Linked DNA regions of Sus scrofa: region 1 is linked to region 2. Evidence: chromatin contacts called from public HiChIP or PLAC-seq data. All regions are on one chromosome and are shown on one strand. The core of a region is the stretch at or near the end of the contact, and the rest is flanking DNA. Distances in the headings are between cores, read along the strand shown. Region 1 overlaps DZIP1L (zinc finger protein DZIP1L). Region 2 overlaps DZIP1L (zinc finger protein DZIP1L).

Region 1 (6,745 bases), core at 2,881-5,380, 38 kb before region 2:
TTAATGCTCTGGTGGGTGGTAATTCTGTGTATTTTTCTTTCTGGAGAAGAAACTCTGGAGCCAGATCATGTCACTTACTACAGGTATGACTGTGGGAAAGTAATTTGCCATCTTTGTTCACCTTGAAGTTTCTTTGTCTGTCCACTGGGTTGTTGTGAGAATCAAATGGGCTCGTACATGTAAAGACATATAACTGTGTGGAGCACACAGCTCCAGAAGTGTTAACTGCTTTTATTTATGATGTCAGGGACCGTTGCCTGGTTACCATCCATCTCAAGGGCCAGTCATGGGGCCTGGCCCTTAGTAGGGACTCGGGACTCTTTTGCTGATGAGATGGGTGAGCGAATTTTGCACAGCCTCCCAGCACAGCCCAGAATGCAGTGAGGACAACCAAAACAGGTAGGCTTTGTGCTCTGGGAGCCCAGGGGAGGGGCTGGGAATTCTGACTGGCAACCTGGGAGGGATTTACAGTGGCAATCATGTATGAGCAAGACCTTGACCATGAACTTAGCTTCAGTAGGAGCAGAGATATATGGTAGAGGGGCCATATATCCCAAGAGGCAGCATGATACAGTGGCTCAGAGCTCAGACTCTGTAAACAGACTGTACAGGTTGGATCCCGTTTCCTGTACTTGGGGCAAGCTTCTTCACTTCTTTGTGGCTTAGATAGTAATAGCACCTCTTCAAAGGGTTGTGGTGAGGATTACATGAGAGTTATCCTTTTTTTTTTTTTTTTTTCCAGGGCCGTACCCAGGGCATATGGAAGTTCCCAGGCTAGGGGTTGAATCAGAACTATAGCTGTTGGCCTCCACCACAGCCACAGCAGCACGGGATCCAAGCTGTGTCTGTGACCTACACCACAGCTCACAGCAATGCTGGATCCTTAACCCACTGAGTGAGGCCAGGGATTGAACCTGCATCCTCCTATATACTAGTCGGATTTGTTTCTTTTTTTTTTTTTTGTCTTTTTGCTATTTCTTTGGGCCACTTCCGCGGCATATGGAGGTTCCCAGGCTAGGGGTCTAATCGGAGTTGTAGCCGCTGGCCTACACCAGAGCCACAGCAACGCGGGATCCGAGCTGCGTCTGCAACCTACACCACAGCTCACGGCAATGCCGGATTGTTAACCCACTGAGCAAGGGCAGGGACCGAACCCGCAACCTCATGGTTCCTAGTCGGATTCGTTAACCACTGCGCCACGATGGGAACTCCCGGATTCGTTTCTGATGAGCCATGATGGGAACTCCCTACCTGAGTTGTTCTTTATTATTTTTTTCTGCGGCATACAGAAGTTCCTGAGCTAGGGGTCGAATTGGACTGCAGCCTACGCCACAGCCACAGCAAAGCTGGATCCAAGCTGGATCTATAACCTATGCTGCAGCCTGCAGCAATGCCAGTTCTTTAACCCACTGAGTGAGGCTGGGGGTCTAACCCGAATCCTCATGGACACTATGCTGGGTTCTTAACCCGCTGAGCCACAACAGGAACTCTGAATTATTCTTTTAAAGTACTTAAAAACAGTGCATAAAAATAAATAGCCCAGCAATATGAAAGTGTGGACAGCAAGTAATGTAGTAGGTGGGAGGTGCAGCTAGAATGGTAGTTTGGAAACAGTTCGTAGAGGCCTTTAAATATCTTATTTGTATTGATGTTTATTTAATTTACAATATTATATTAGTTACAGGTGTACAATGCAGTGATTCAATGTTTTTATATATTAGAGAACAATCACAATAAGTCTAGTTACCATACAAGTTATTACAATATTATTGACTATATTCCCAATGCTGTACATGACATCTCAGTGACTTAGTCATTTTATAACTGAAAATTTATACCTCTTAATCTCCCTCACCTATTACACTTGTTGCTCCCCACCACTCGGCAGTCAGCAATTCTCAGTATCTATGAGTCTGTTTCTGTTTTGTTATTGTTCATTTGTTTTTTAGATTCTACGTATAAGTGAAATCATATAGTATTTGTATTTCTCTGATTTATTTCACTCACCATAATATCCTCTATTTTCATCAGTGTTGTTGCAAATGGCAAGATGTCATTATTTTTTAGGGCTGAGTTATACGTGTGTATGTGTATCTTCTTTATCCATTCATCTATTGATGGACGCTTAGGTTGCTTCCATATCTTGGCTATTGAAGGTAATGTTGCAATGAACATAGGGGTGCATATACCTTTTTGAATTAGTGCCTTTGTTCTCTTGAGAAAAATACCCAGAATTGGAAGTTCTGTTTTTTTTTTTTTTTTGTCTTTTAGGGCTGCACCCTCGGCATATGGAAGTTACCAGGCTAGGGCTCGAATCAGAGCTGTAGTCACCAGCCCTGTGCTACAGCCACAGCAGCACCAGATCCATGTTGCATCTGTGACTTACATCACAGCTCATTGCATCAGCGAAAACTTTAACCCACTAAATGAGGCCAGGGAGCAAACCTGCATCCTCATGGATACTAGTTGGGTTCATTTCCACTGAGCCACAGTGGAAACTCTAGCAGTTCTACTTTTAATGTTTTGAGGAACCTTCATACTGTTTTCCATAGAGCTATATTAATTTACGATCCTACCAACAGTTCACTATATCCTCTCTAACAATTGTTATTTCTTTTTGATAATAGCTATTCTGCCAAGTGTGAGGTGATATCTCATTGTGGTTTGATTTGCATTTATCTGATGATGAGTGATGTTGAGAATCTTTTCCCTCCTGGCCTGCAAAGTTTTGCTAAAAAGTCAGCTCATAGTCTTAGGGGACTATATATGTAACTAGTTGCTTGTATGTAACTAGTTGTTTCCTTGTATGTAACTAGTTGCTTTTCTCTTGCTGCTTTCCATAGTCTCTCCTTATCTTGAAACTTGCCATTTAAATTACACTATGTCTTCGTGTGGACCTCTTTGGGTTCATATTGTTGGGGACTCTTTGTCCTTGCTGGACCTGGATTTTCTTTCCCAGGCTAGAGATGTTTTTAGCTACTATTTCTTCAAATAAATTCTCTTCCCCTTTCTCTCTCTTTTCTCCTTCTGGGAGCCCCCTATAATGTGGATGTTGGTACACTTGATGTTGTCCCAGAGGTCCTTTAAACTGTCCTGATCATCTTCTTCTTTTTTTTTTTTTTTTTTTTTTTTTTTTTTTTTTTTGCTTTTTTGGTCCTTTTTAGGGCAGCATCTGTGGCATATGAGGGTTGCCAGGCTAGGGGTCTAATCGGAGCTATAGCTGCCAGCCTACGCCACAGCCACAGCAACGCCAGATTCGAGCTGCATCTGTGACCAACACCACAGCTCACTGCAATGCTGGATCCTTAACCCACTGAGCAAGGCCAGGGATTGAACCTCATGGTTCCTAGTTGGATTCGTTTCTGCTGCACCACCATGGGAACTCCTAAACTGTCCTCATCTTTAAAAAGTTTGCTTTTGGAGTTCTCGTTGTGGCTCAGTGGAAACAAATCTGACTCGTATCCATGAGGATGCAGGTTTGATCCCTGGCCTCACTCGGTGGGTTAAGAATCTGGCGTTGCCGTGAGCTGTGGTGTAGGTCACAGATGTGGCTAGGATCCTGAGTTGTTGTGGCTCTGGCATAGGCCAGCAGCTACAGCTCCGACTTGGCCCCTAGCCTGGGAGCCTCCATATGCTACAGGTGTGGCCCCAAAAAAGACAAAAAAAAAAAAAAAAAAAAAAAGAAAAAAAGTTTTCTTTCCTTTTCACCTTAAGTAATTTCTACCACTCTGTCTTCTGATTCCATCTAATCTACTGTTGATTTTTTCTAGTGTATTTTTTATTTCAGTTATTCTACTCCAGATCTGTTTGGTTCTTAGTATTTTTTTTACTTTTTGTTTAACTTCTCCCTGTGTTCATCCATCCTTCTACTGAGTTTGTGGAGCATTTTTATGATCATGACCTTGAACTTGTTATCGGCTATCTCCACTTAGTTCTTTTGGGATTTTGTCTTGTTCCTTCGTTTAAAACATAGTTCTCTGTCTTCTCATTTTGCCCAATTCTTTGTGTTTATTTCTATGTATTAAGTCAGTTTCATTTCCTGTTCTTGGAGAAATGGCCTTATGTAGGAGGTGTCCGATGGGGCTCAGCACCACACTCCCCTTTAGTCATCAGAGCTACATGCTCTCCGGGTGCTAGCTCTAGGGGCTATGTGGGCCCTTCTGTGTGGCTGGGCTGGCTACTGGGAGCCTGCTGGTGAGTGTGGCTGACTCTGTGGTGGCTGCCAGCCAGCCCCCCATTGCCCCTCCCCGGCCAACTGGGGAGGCAGAGCTTTTTCTTGGAGCAGCTAGCTGTGGAGTCCAGAGGGCCCCAGGGCTGGTGCCCCCTCTGTTATTCACAAGCCTTGCTGGCCTTCAAAGCCAGATGTTCTAGGAACTTATCCTCTCAGTGTAGGACCCCTGGGTTGGGGAGCCATAAGCTGGGGCTCAGACCACTTGCTCCTGGGGGAGAACCTCTGCAATTGTAATAATCCTCTTGTTTATGGGTCTCTCACCCAGGGGTGTGGGTCTTTTTAAAAAATTTATTTATTTATATTTAATTAACTTATATATTTGCTTTTTAGGGCTGTACCTGTGGCATATGGAGGAGGTTCCCAGGCCAGGGGTTGAATCAGAGCTACAGCTGCCAGCCTACACCACAGCCACAGCAATGCGGGGTCCAAGCTGTGTCTGTGACCTACACCACAGCTCATCACAATGCCAGATCCTTAACTCACCAATCGAGGCCAGGGATTGAACCCACAACCTCATGGTTCCTACTTGGATTTTTTTCCTCTGCTCTATGATGGGAACTCCGGGGTGTGAGTCTTGATTAATCTTTATCCCTACCCCCTTACCCACCTCATTATGGGTCCTTCTTTACATCTTTCAGTTGTGGAAAACCTTTTTTGCCAGTCCTCATTCTCATAAATAATTGGTCTGTAAACAGTTGTAATTTTGATGTGTCTTGGGAGGAAGTGAGCTAGTGTCTTCCTACCCTACTATGTTGGTCACTCCTACTTGAATTTGGAATTAGCCCAGGAGGAACACATAACATCCCTTCCCTTATGGCTGCAGCTCAGTGGTGGCTGCCCCTTGTAATCAGGTCCTGCGCTCCCCATTTTGCCCCAGTCCCTAACTCTCCCTACCCTAGCCCTTGCTATTGCAATGGTTCTGAATCAATTACTCTGGAGATCTGCATTTCTGGTGACTTTCCAGTTGATGCTGCTGCTGCTCAGTGATTGCACTTTGAGAATTGCCTAATTGTGTCTGGGAGACTAAGATGGGGAATCACTTGCCACTTATCCTCAAGCTTATACTGTGGTTACTTTTCTCCTTTCTTTCATTTTTCCTTTCCTTTCCTCTCTTCTCCTTTCCTTTTTTTTTTTCTTTTCTACCATGGCCTCAGCATGTGGAAGTTCCTAGGGTGGGGATTGACCCCACACCACAGCTCTAATCAGAGCCACAGCAGTGACACCACCAGATCCTTAACCCATTGAGCCACAAGGGAATTCCTTTGGTTTCTTTTATACCTGGCATGTTTCCCACATTTAATGCTACCTTTCTGGCCCTGGTGGAGTCTAGATTTGCAACTTCTAGTATAGTTATTGGAAGGCTAGGTCTAAAAGAGACAGATGGGCCTGTAAGGAAGAGATTTGGGAGTGGCTGAGGCTTAGCCTATAGCAGGCCTGTGGGAGTTGAAGCTGTGGGTATGTGTGAGCTCATCCCCAGGGAAAGGGTGCAGGGAGGATGGGTGGTGGGTTAACAGCAGACTATCATGGGGGAAGGGGGACACCCTGCCTTTAAGGAGGGGAGCAAAGATAGTATCTTTTCAAGGAGGAGGCTGGACAGAGATTCAAAGAGGTGAGTAGAGAGCCAAGAGGGTGGCTGATGGAACATTCTTAGCCTTATTATTAGAGAGAGAACTGTGGGCAAACATCTGAGGCCAAAGCTTAAATAGTTAAACAGTACGTTCTCAGGTGAGCTCCAGGTCTGTGGGCAGGCAGGAAGCAGGTGTCCCATTACCCTTGCCCACAGCACGCCTGGTAACCAGCTGTTGCTCCATGGCATGGTTTGTTGTGGCAGTTGTCTCTGAGGCTCCAGTGACATGGTTGCTGCTGAGCATGGTAAGCATCATGTCACTTGCCTTTTTTTTTTTTTTTTTTAAAATAATGTGACATGTTAAGGAAAATGTGCTGGTCTTTTCCTCATGGCCATGGTGGGGCTGCTTGTGGCTGGAAGGTTTTGTTTTTTGGAGTATGTGCTGGGAAGGAGTATCTGAGAAAGGGAAGCATGGGAACTGAAGTGGGAAAGGTGGGTCAGTGGTGTCCTGTGGCAGCTTCAAGACCAGGCTGAGGGGTTTGGACTTGGTTCTGTGGCAACAACGAGCCAAGGTACACTCCTAGAGGTGGGAGTGGGGGGCAGGTGTGTGGTTAATGCATCTCCATGGCCCCAGGGCTGATAGCTAGTCTGGCCAAGGTAGGCATGCTATAAACGGGACAGTGGTGAGTGAATGAATCAATGAATGAATTTGGTGGATAACAGATGATGATGTGATCAAAGTTTTAGGTTTAGGTCAAATAGCCCCCAGAATCAATGTTGGTTGGTTCAAAGTCCTCAAACTTTGGGAATCAGATTCACCTCCAATCGTACTTCAGTGCTGGCCTCCCTTCCTGGAGAAGATTACTTAACCTTTCCAGGCATCGGTTTCCTTGTTTGTAAAGTGAGAATAGTTATATGTGTTTGTAGGTTTGCATTTAGAGTTTGAG
Region 2 (6,656 bases), core at 2,783-5,282:
GTGTAGAATAAAATAAAAAGCAGACACCTAGGTTTAATTTACAAGGATGCTCACTAATCGTTGATTATTTTCAACTATTGCACAATCTAACTTTTGTCCTATGTTCAAACTTGACTAAAAAATTACTTTCTAGGAGTTCCCACTGTGGTGCATCGGTTTAAGGATCTGGCATTGCTGCAGCTGTGGCATAGGCCACAGCTCTTGCTAGGAGTCTGTCCTGGCCTGGGAACTTCCATATACCATGGGTGTGGCCAAAAAAAAAAAATTCTTTCTTTCTTTCTTTTTTTTTTGGCTTTTTAGGGCCACACCCTCGGCATGTGGAGGTTCCCAGGCTAGGGGTTAAATTAGAGCTATACCTGCTGGCCTTTGCCACAGCCACAGCAATGCAGGATCCTTAACCCACTGAGTGAGGCCAGAGAATAAACCTGCCTTGCATCCTCATGGATGCTAGTCAGATTCTTTAACTGCTGAGCCATGATGGGAACTCCAAAAGTTGCTGTCTAATCTAGAATGATTCCTCATAGGCTCTGAGTGGATATCAAAGGCCCAGGCAACTTCCAATGGGTCTTAGAAAGGTGCCTGTCTTTTTTTTTTTTTTTTTTTTTGCCTCTGGTGTTTTCAAACATCCTTAGCCAGTGCCTGGGGTACAAAAAGAAGTAAGCTGTGGTCTCCCACCGCAGGATTCAGTTGGGTGGTGGGAAGTCATGTCATTTCTAAGCCTGTGCATGTGACGTCGATGGAATTGTAGATTGCCCCTTTGCACCATCCTGCTGTGGGTGCTTTGCTAGGGCTCCTAAGCCCTAGACCACCACACTTTCAGCAACCTGCTCGCCTTGCTCTGATGCTCAGCTCATCCTGTGTCACAGGAGCACCTGTGCTGATCACAGTGACTCCCAGGCCAGTGGCAGGTTTGAGAGGCTTAGGGAGGGAGAGAGGGAGCCTGTCTCCAGAGGGAACATCTGTGTTTTCCAGGATGCAAAAGGAATCTCTGCTCAGACCTTCGGACACCTGGAGCCTCTGGTACGAACCGGGCGAGAGCAGAAGGCACGGAAGTTTCCTGAATTTCTGAGTCTAAGGAAGAAGTTCATCAAGGTAGTCACCAGGAAAGTGAAGGAGAGACAGAGGAGTGGGTCTGCAGTGTCCCAGCCAGATGGCAAAGCTTCAGGTGAGCTGGTGGGAGGGCTGTGACCCAGGTGGGACAGGCTCATTTCTACACTAGAAGGGCATAATCCCTGCCCTCACTGGGGCAGTGCTTAAAAGAGTAGGATGATAGGGTCCTCACAGGTGGCTGAGTCCAAAAGTCCTCTGCTAGGGAAACAGTCTGGGGATGGGGTGGGTGGGCACCAGGGCCCCCCAACCCTAGAGTATTCCTCCTTGGGGAAGGGGAGGAGAACCAGAGTTGTGCTCATTCCCAAACTGTCCCTGCCCAGATACACTGCTTCCCTCAGCAGCTTAGTTCTGCACTGCTTTTCTTGCTTGGACCACAACTTAAACTTTGCTCCAATAGAGAGCAGCCCATCCTGTTTCTGGCTCTATGAACGAGACATAGAGCAGTGCACTGGCTGCAGGCTGAGGCAAGGATCAGTCAAATGAACATTTTGCTCTGGAGCAGTGGGAGGGCAAGAGGCTGGGTCAGTTCTGCTGGTGGACAAATCCTCAGAGGTCAGACTTGTTCCCTGGGCCAGGTCCAGCAGCTGCTTTGTCCCAAGGGATTGTGACAAAGAAAAGCCTTGTGGTCTTTTTTTTTTAGGGCTGCAGCTGAGACATGTGGAAATTCCTAGGTAAGGTGTTGAGTTAGAGCTGTACATGCCAGCCTATACCACAGCCACAGCAATGCCAGATCTGAGCTGAGCTGCATCTGCAACCTACGCCACAGCTCATGGCAACGCTGGATCCTTAACCCACTCAATGAGGCCAGGGATCAAACCAGCATCCTCATGGATGCTAGTTGGGTTCATTACCACTAAGCCACAATGGGAACTCCTTTTTTTTTTTTTTTTTTTTTTTTTGGCTACACCCTCAGCATGCAGAAAGAAGTTCGCAGGCCAGGGATCGAGACCATGCCACAGCAGACCTGAGCCGCTGCACTGAACACTGGATCATTAACCCACTGAGCCACCAGGAAACTCTGCCCTGTGGTTCTTGTATAGGATTAAAATATATATGGAAAAAAAAATATATATGGAGGACCTTCCGAGGGAGCCAAGGGAATTGTGTTTGGAAGCTAAGGAGCCCCCCCAACCCTAGAGTATTTCTAGATCCTTGTGCAGGGTGATGCCTCAGCTCTTTTTCATCATGGATGTATGTGGCCAAAGGGAAGTCACTTGTGTTATCTTGTCATGTTCAGCAGACCCGACCTGAGAATTTTATACATGGGAAGTTTTCCAAGTGTGGGCCTCACTTCTCTGGGGGTATGAGGGACGATTTTAGTTGGTACATGAATCATATAATTTTAAGATTAAATTTTTATTTTTCTTCATGTATATTGGCAAAATATTACTAACATAGCAATCCTGAGATTTCATGGAAATTGTTACTGGGATAAGTATAAAGTGGGTAAAGTATTTAACAGTGATGCCATTTTATATACAAATGTTAAGTAGAGAGCAGGCCAGTTGGTATGAGACCATGGTAAAAATTATGTCAATGATCTGGGTAACTGTTGTATTTGGCTTAAACTTCTGGCCTTAAACACCTCTAAGGAATGGATAGTTTTTAGTCTTGTACAGAAATCTCAGACAAAAAGGCATTTGTCCTGGTTGCCACCCTGCCTTTCATGCAGCTCCCTGCCTCACATGCTCGTTCATTCTTTTTTTTTTTTTGGTCTTTTTGCCATTTCTTGGGCCACTTCTGTGGCATATGGAGGTTCCCAGGCTAGGGGTCGAATTGGAGCTGAGCTGCCAGCCTACGCCAGAGCCACAGCAACGTGGGATCCAAGCCGCGTCTGCGACCCACACCACAGCTCATGGCAACACCTGATCGTTAATCCACTGAGCAAGGGCAGGGATCGAACCGCAACCTCATGGTTCCTAGTCAGATTCGTTAACCACTGCGCCACGACGGGAACTCCATCGTTCATTCTTTATCCATTTAATTCAGTACGGTGTTGACTGAGGTCGATCTGTGTCGGGGTCTGCACCCTCAGCTGGAAAGCAGCCAGGACTAGGTGATGTGACAGGGCCCAGCAGAGGCTGGGGGAGCTCAGAGGAGAGGAGAGGGGACGCCCTCCTCCGCACCCAAGGGAAGGTGCATGGAAGCCCCCTCTGAGTCCTGGTTTCCCAGAGAAGACAGATGGTCCCTCACCATCTGTCTCCCCTTCCCTGGCCTTGGGTTCTGCCTTCTCCAGGGCCTGTCACTGACCTGAGAGATGAGCATTATTCTCTCAGCATTTGTTGGGTCTCTCTCCAGCTCTGCACGCACAAGCTCTCTAGGCCCCGTGAGTGCTGTATGAGTGCTTACCTGCCATCTCTGCTGACACTGTGCCTCTTTTGTTTGGGGGAAAAGCTGTGGGAAAGGCAGTGGCAAGAGCCCTAAATTTGGGCTCATTGATCACCTGGGTTGCATCTTCCCTTGGAATTGTGGGTCTTGAGCCAGTGTCTGAATCTCCAGGGCTAAATGGATGTCCTTTGTAAAGTGCTTTGCTGGGTCTGTGCACAGCAACTGCTCCTATTGTTATGTTTCCCTCAGCAAATTCACCCGCCCTACAGTTTACTCTTTCCTAGAAGGCCCACTTCTGTGTAAATGCAGTCTCTGAGAGCAGTGCATTTCAACGTGTTTTTGACTTTGAATTACAGGAAGAGATGGATTTTACATTGTAACTCACTCCACATGTGTAAGAGTTTCATGAAACAGTCCTTACTCCCTGTGATACACTTTTTTCCTCTCTTCTCTTTCCATAAAAAGATTGCCAATCCTTCATCACCCCTCTCCCTCTGCTATGATTGGGAAAAGGGAGAGGCTGTGTCTAACTGCCTGCCTGAAGCACTCCAGCCTTGGCCAAGATCCTGGAGGAGGGGCTCTGGAACTTGATGGCCTAGGTTGTCCTGCAGCGACCTCTGGTGGCAGCAGGGCCTTCCTGCAAGGCTGCCTGTAATCCCGCAGCATCGGAGTGGGTGCGGTAGATGTGTGTGTGGGGGGGTCCTTAGCTAGGTCACCTTCTAGGACTGGGTCAGGGGTGAGCTGCAGACATGCTGTGCCCCTGTTCAGACCAGCTGCTTCCTGTTGGCCTCCTGGAATGATGGCATGATCCTGGAACACTAGCTGCTCTTCTGGTCTTTGATGAAACCAAGGGTCTGACCTGCAGCAGGATACCTGGGGTGAGGGAAGTTATTAAACCTGATGTGGTTATTATGTTCCAGCACAGAATGACGTGTCCATTTCCAGCATGTTGGAGCCTCTTTATGAGCTTGAGGGCCCAGATGGCTGTGCTCTCAAACTTATTCTTATCTGTGTTTCTAGTCAAAAATCCACGGAACCCTCTGGTCATCAAAGAGGCCCACCCAAAGGCCAGGATCCAGCATGTGGCATTGCCATCCAAGCCAGCAGAGCCCCCAATGACAACTCTTCAGAGAGGTGGTAACCCAAGGCCCACCCCTGCTCCACGCTCCAGAGCCCCCAGACCCTCGGGCACCCCTGCTTGCCCAGGGCCTGGGCTGAGGTGAGCCTTGGGCTTTGCTCTCTCATGGGGTCTGTGGTGTGGGCCCCCCCTCAGGCAGCCCTGTCCCACCTGCCACCCCCTCAGCAGGCTTCATCAGACAGATGAGGTGCAGAGACAGATGTGAACAGAAGGGGCCTCAACTGGTGTCCACCCCAGGCTCCCAAGAAGAGACTGAGGTCCTTTGCTCCCAGTCAGGACAAACCTGCCCTCCCCTTTCTCACTCGTCCCCAAGCCCCTGTCACCAGGCTGGAGGGACTAGGTCTTCATCTTCCAATGATGGGCTGGTGTGGCTGCTGCTCTCCAGATGACTCCTGGCTGGCATTCGGGGCTGATGACTACTGGCTAGGAGCAGGGCTGGCTCTGGGCAAACCAAACAAGATTGCAAGTGGTGGAGCATGTGGCTTTTACCGTTTCCTGGCCTGCGCACCCCTCACATCTTCTGCTCTTCAGCAGCACGCCCCCATTCAGTTCTGAAGAGGACCCAGAGAAGGATGCCGTGTCTCGTGCATCTCTCCAGCCCACACAAGCTCCTTTGAGGACAGGGCCCTGGCTGGAGGATGACTGGGACTGGTGTGACACTGAGACCTCCAAGGGCAGTGCCCAGCTCTCTGGCAAGGGCTCAGGTGGTCTGTCTTCTGAATCAGGTGAGGAGGGTTTTCCTTTCTTTCTCCCTTCCTTCCTTCCTCCCGCCCTCCCTCTCTCTTTCTCTCTTTCTTTCTTTTTCTTTCTTTCTTTCTTTCTTTCTTTCTTTCTTTCTTTCTTTCTTTCTTTCTTTCTTTCTTTCTTTCTTTCTTTCTTTCTCTCTCTCTCTCTTTTTTCTTCCTTTCTTTTTCTCTCTTTCTCTCTTTTTCTCTCTTTCTCTCTTTTTCTCTCTTTCTCTCTTTCTTTTTCTCTCTTTCATTTTTATGCCTGCACCTCTGGCATATGAAAGCTTCTGGGTCAGGGATTGAATGTGAGCCATAGCTGTGACCTACACCACAACTGCAGCCATGCCGAATCTTTTAACCAACTGCACCTGACCAGGGATTGAACCCGTGCCTCTGTAGTGACCTGAGCTGCTGCAGTTGGTTTCTTAACCCTGTGAGCCACAGTGGGAACTCCTTATAAAACTCTTAAACGAGAGTTTTCTCTGGCTAGAAATGCAACTCACAGCTTCTGGCTTCAGTCACATTTCTAGGCAGAGGTTAAGGAATGTGGGACTTTGTCTTTCCCCAATCACTAAGTGGAAGCTCTGGGCTGCAAGCCCAGGTCTGTGCCATCTGCCAAGTCCAGGGTGTCCATGGATGTTGCAGTACTTCATCTTGTTCTGGGCCTGCTTGTTCATCCAATCCACCAGAACCAGATCTCCAGAGACGTACTGACGACCTGCCAGGTGGGATGATAGGGTGCATCTAGGAACCAGGATCAGGAGTCTGCGGACACCCTTCAGGCTCTGTCGCTTGCTCTCGGCATGTGGTTGGGTGAGGGGTTTTCGTCCCTTTGTTGTAAAATGAGGTGTCTGGAGTATTTGGACAAGATGACTGATGAGGGGGAGGAACTTAGTGCCTTAGCATAGTAGGCCCTTAGCAAATGTGAATGCAGGAGTCAAGGGCTGTTGTGGCTCTGGACCTCTGCTTTAGGCCCTCAGATCTCTGAAGGCTGGAAGGCCGTGGCTAGCTCCCTGCCTCTCCCTGGCCAGTCCTGAGGCCTGGACATCCACCTTGGTTTACCAGGTCACTGTAGTCCACTGATAATGTGGTCACCACTCAGGCCCCTTCCAGCACAGAGTTCACAGAAAGCACATCTGGCCTGCAGCCCTCCTGTGCTTATTAATTAATTAATTAATTAAATTTTTTTTGAGGGTTGCATCTGTGGCATATGGAAGTTCCCAGACTAGGGGTCAAATCAGAGCAGCAGCTGCCGGCCTACACCACAGCCATTGCAGTGCCAGATCTGAGCTGCATCTGTGACCCTGCTGCAGCTTGTGACAATGCCAGATCCTTACCCCACTGAGCAAGGT

Evidence for each region. HiChIP or PLAC-seq counts read pairs in DNA pulled down with a chosen protein or histone mark.
Region 1: a contact with region 2 is called in an H3K27ac HiChIP or PLAC-seq map of alveolar macrophages. The contact joins two enhancer-like sites. A contact is called at or near these places in 2 of 5 promoter capture datasets (fetal skeletal muscle and liver), 18 of 47 Hi-C or Micro-C datasets (alveolar macrophages, embryonic fibroblasts, epiblast stem cells and 10 more) and 2 of 2 datasets of contacts at active chromatin or transcription factors (alveolar macrophages and skeletal muscle).

Annotation. Positions count from the first base shown.
Region 1 is chr13:78,904,221-78,910,965 of Sscrofa11.1, reverse strand. It overlaps DZIP1L (zinc finger protein DZIP1L), which reads left to right. Exons shown (of 15, transcript XM_021069498.1): 3 at 248-399. Among named protein-coding and RNA genes, the nearest start is that of DZIP1L, 9.0 kb to the left of the region's middle. Within about 2 kb of position 4,130, at least 2 of the 83 cell types and tissues checked have an H3K27ac peak or open chromatin away from gene starts, as enhancers often do. A contact at or near this core is called in alveolar macrophages, where this site is marked.
Region 2 is chr13:78,866,302-78,872,957 of Sscrofa11.1, reverse strand. It overlaps DZIP1L (zinc finger protein DZIP1L), which reads left to right. Exons shown (of 15, transcript XM_021069498.1): 11 at 973-1,165; 12 at 4,459-4,657; 13 at 5,108-5,301. Among named protein-coding and RNA genes, the nearest start is that of DZIP1L, 47 kb to the left of the region's middle. Within about 2 kb of position 4,032, at least 9 of the 83 cell types and tissues checked have an H3K27ac peak or open chromatin away from gene starts, as enhancers often do. A contact at or near this core is called in alveolar macrophages, where this site is marked.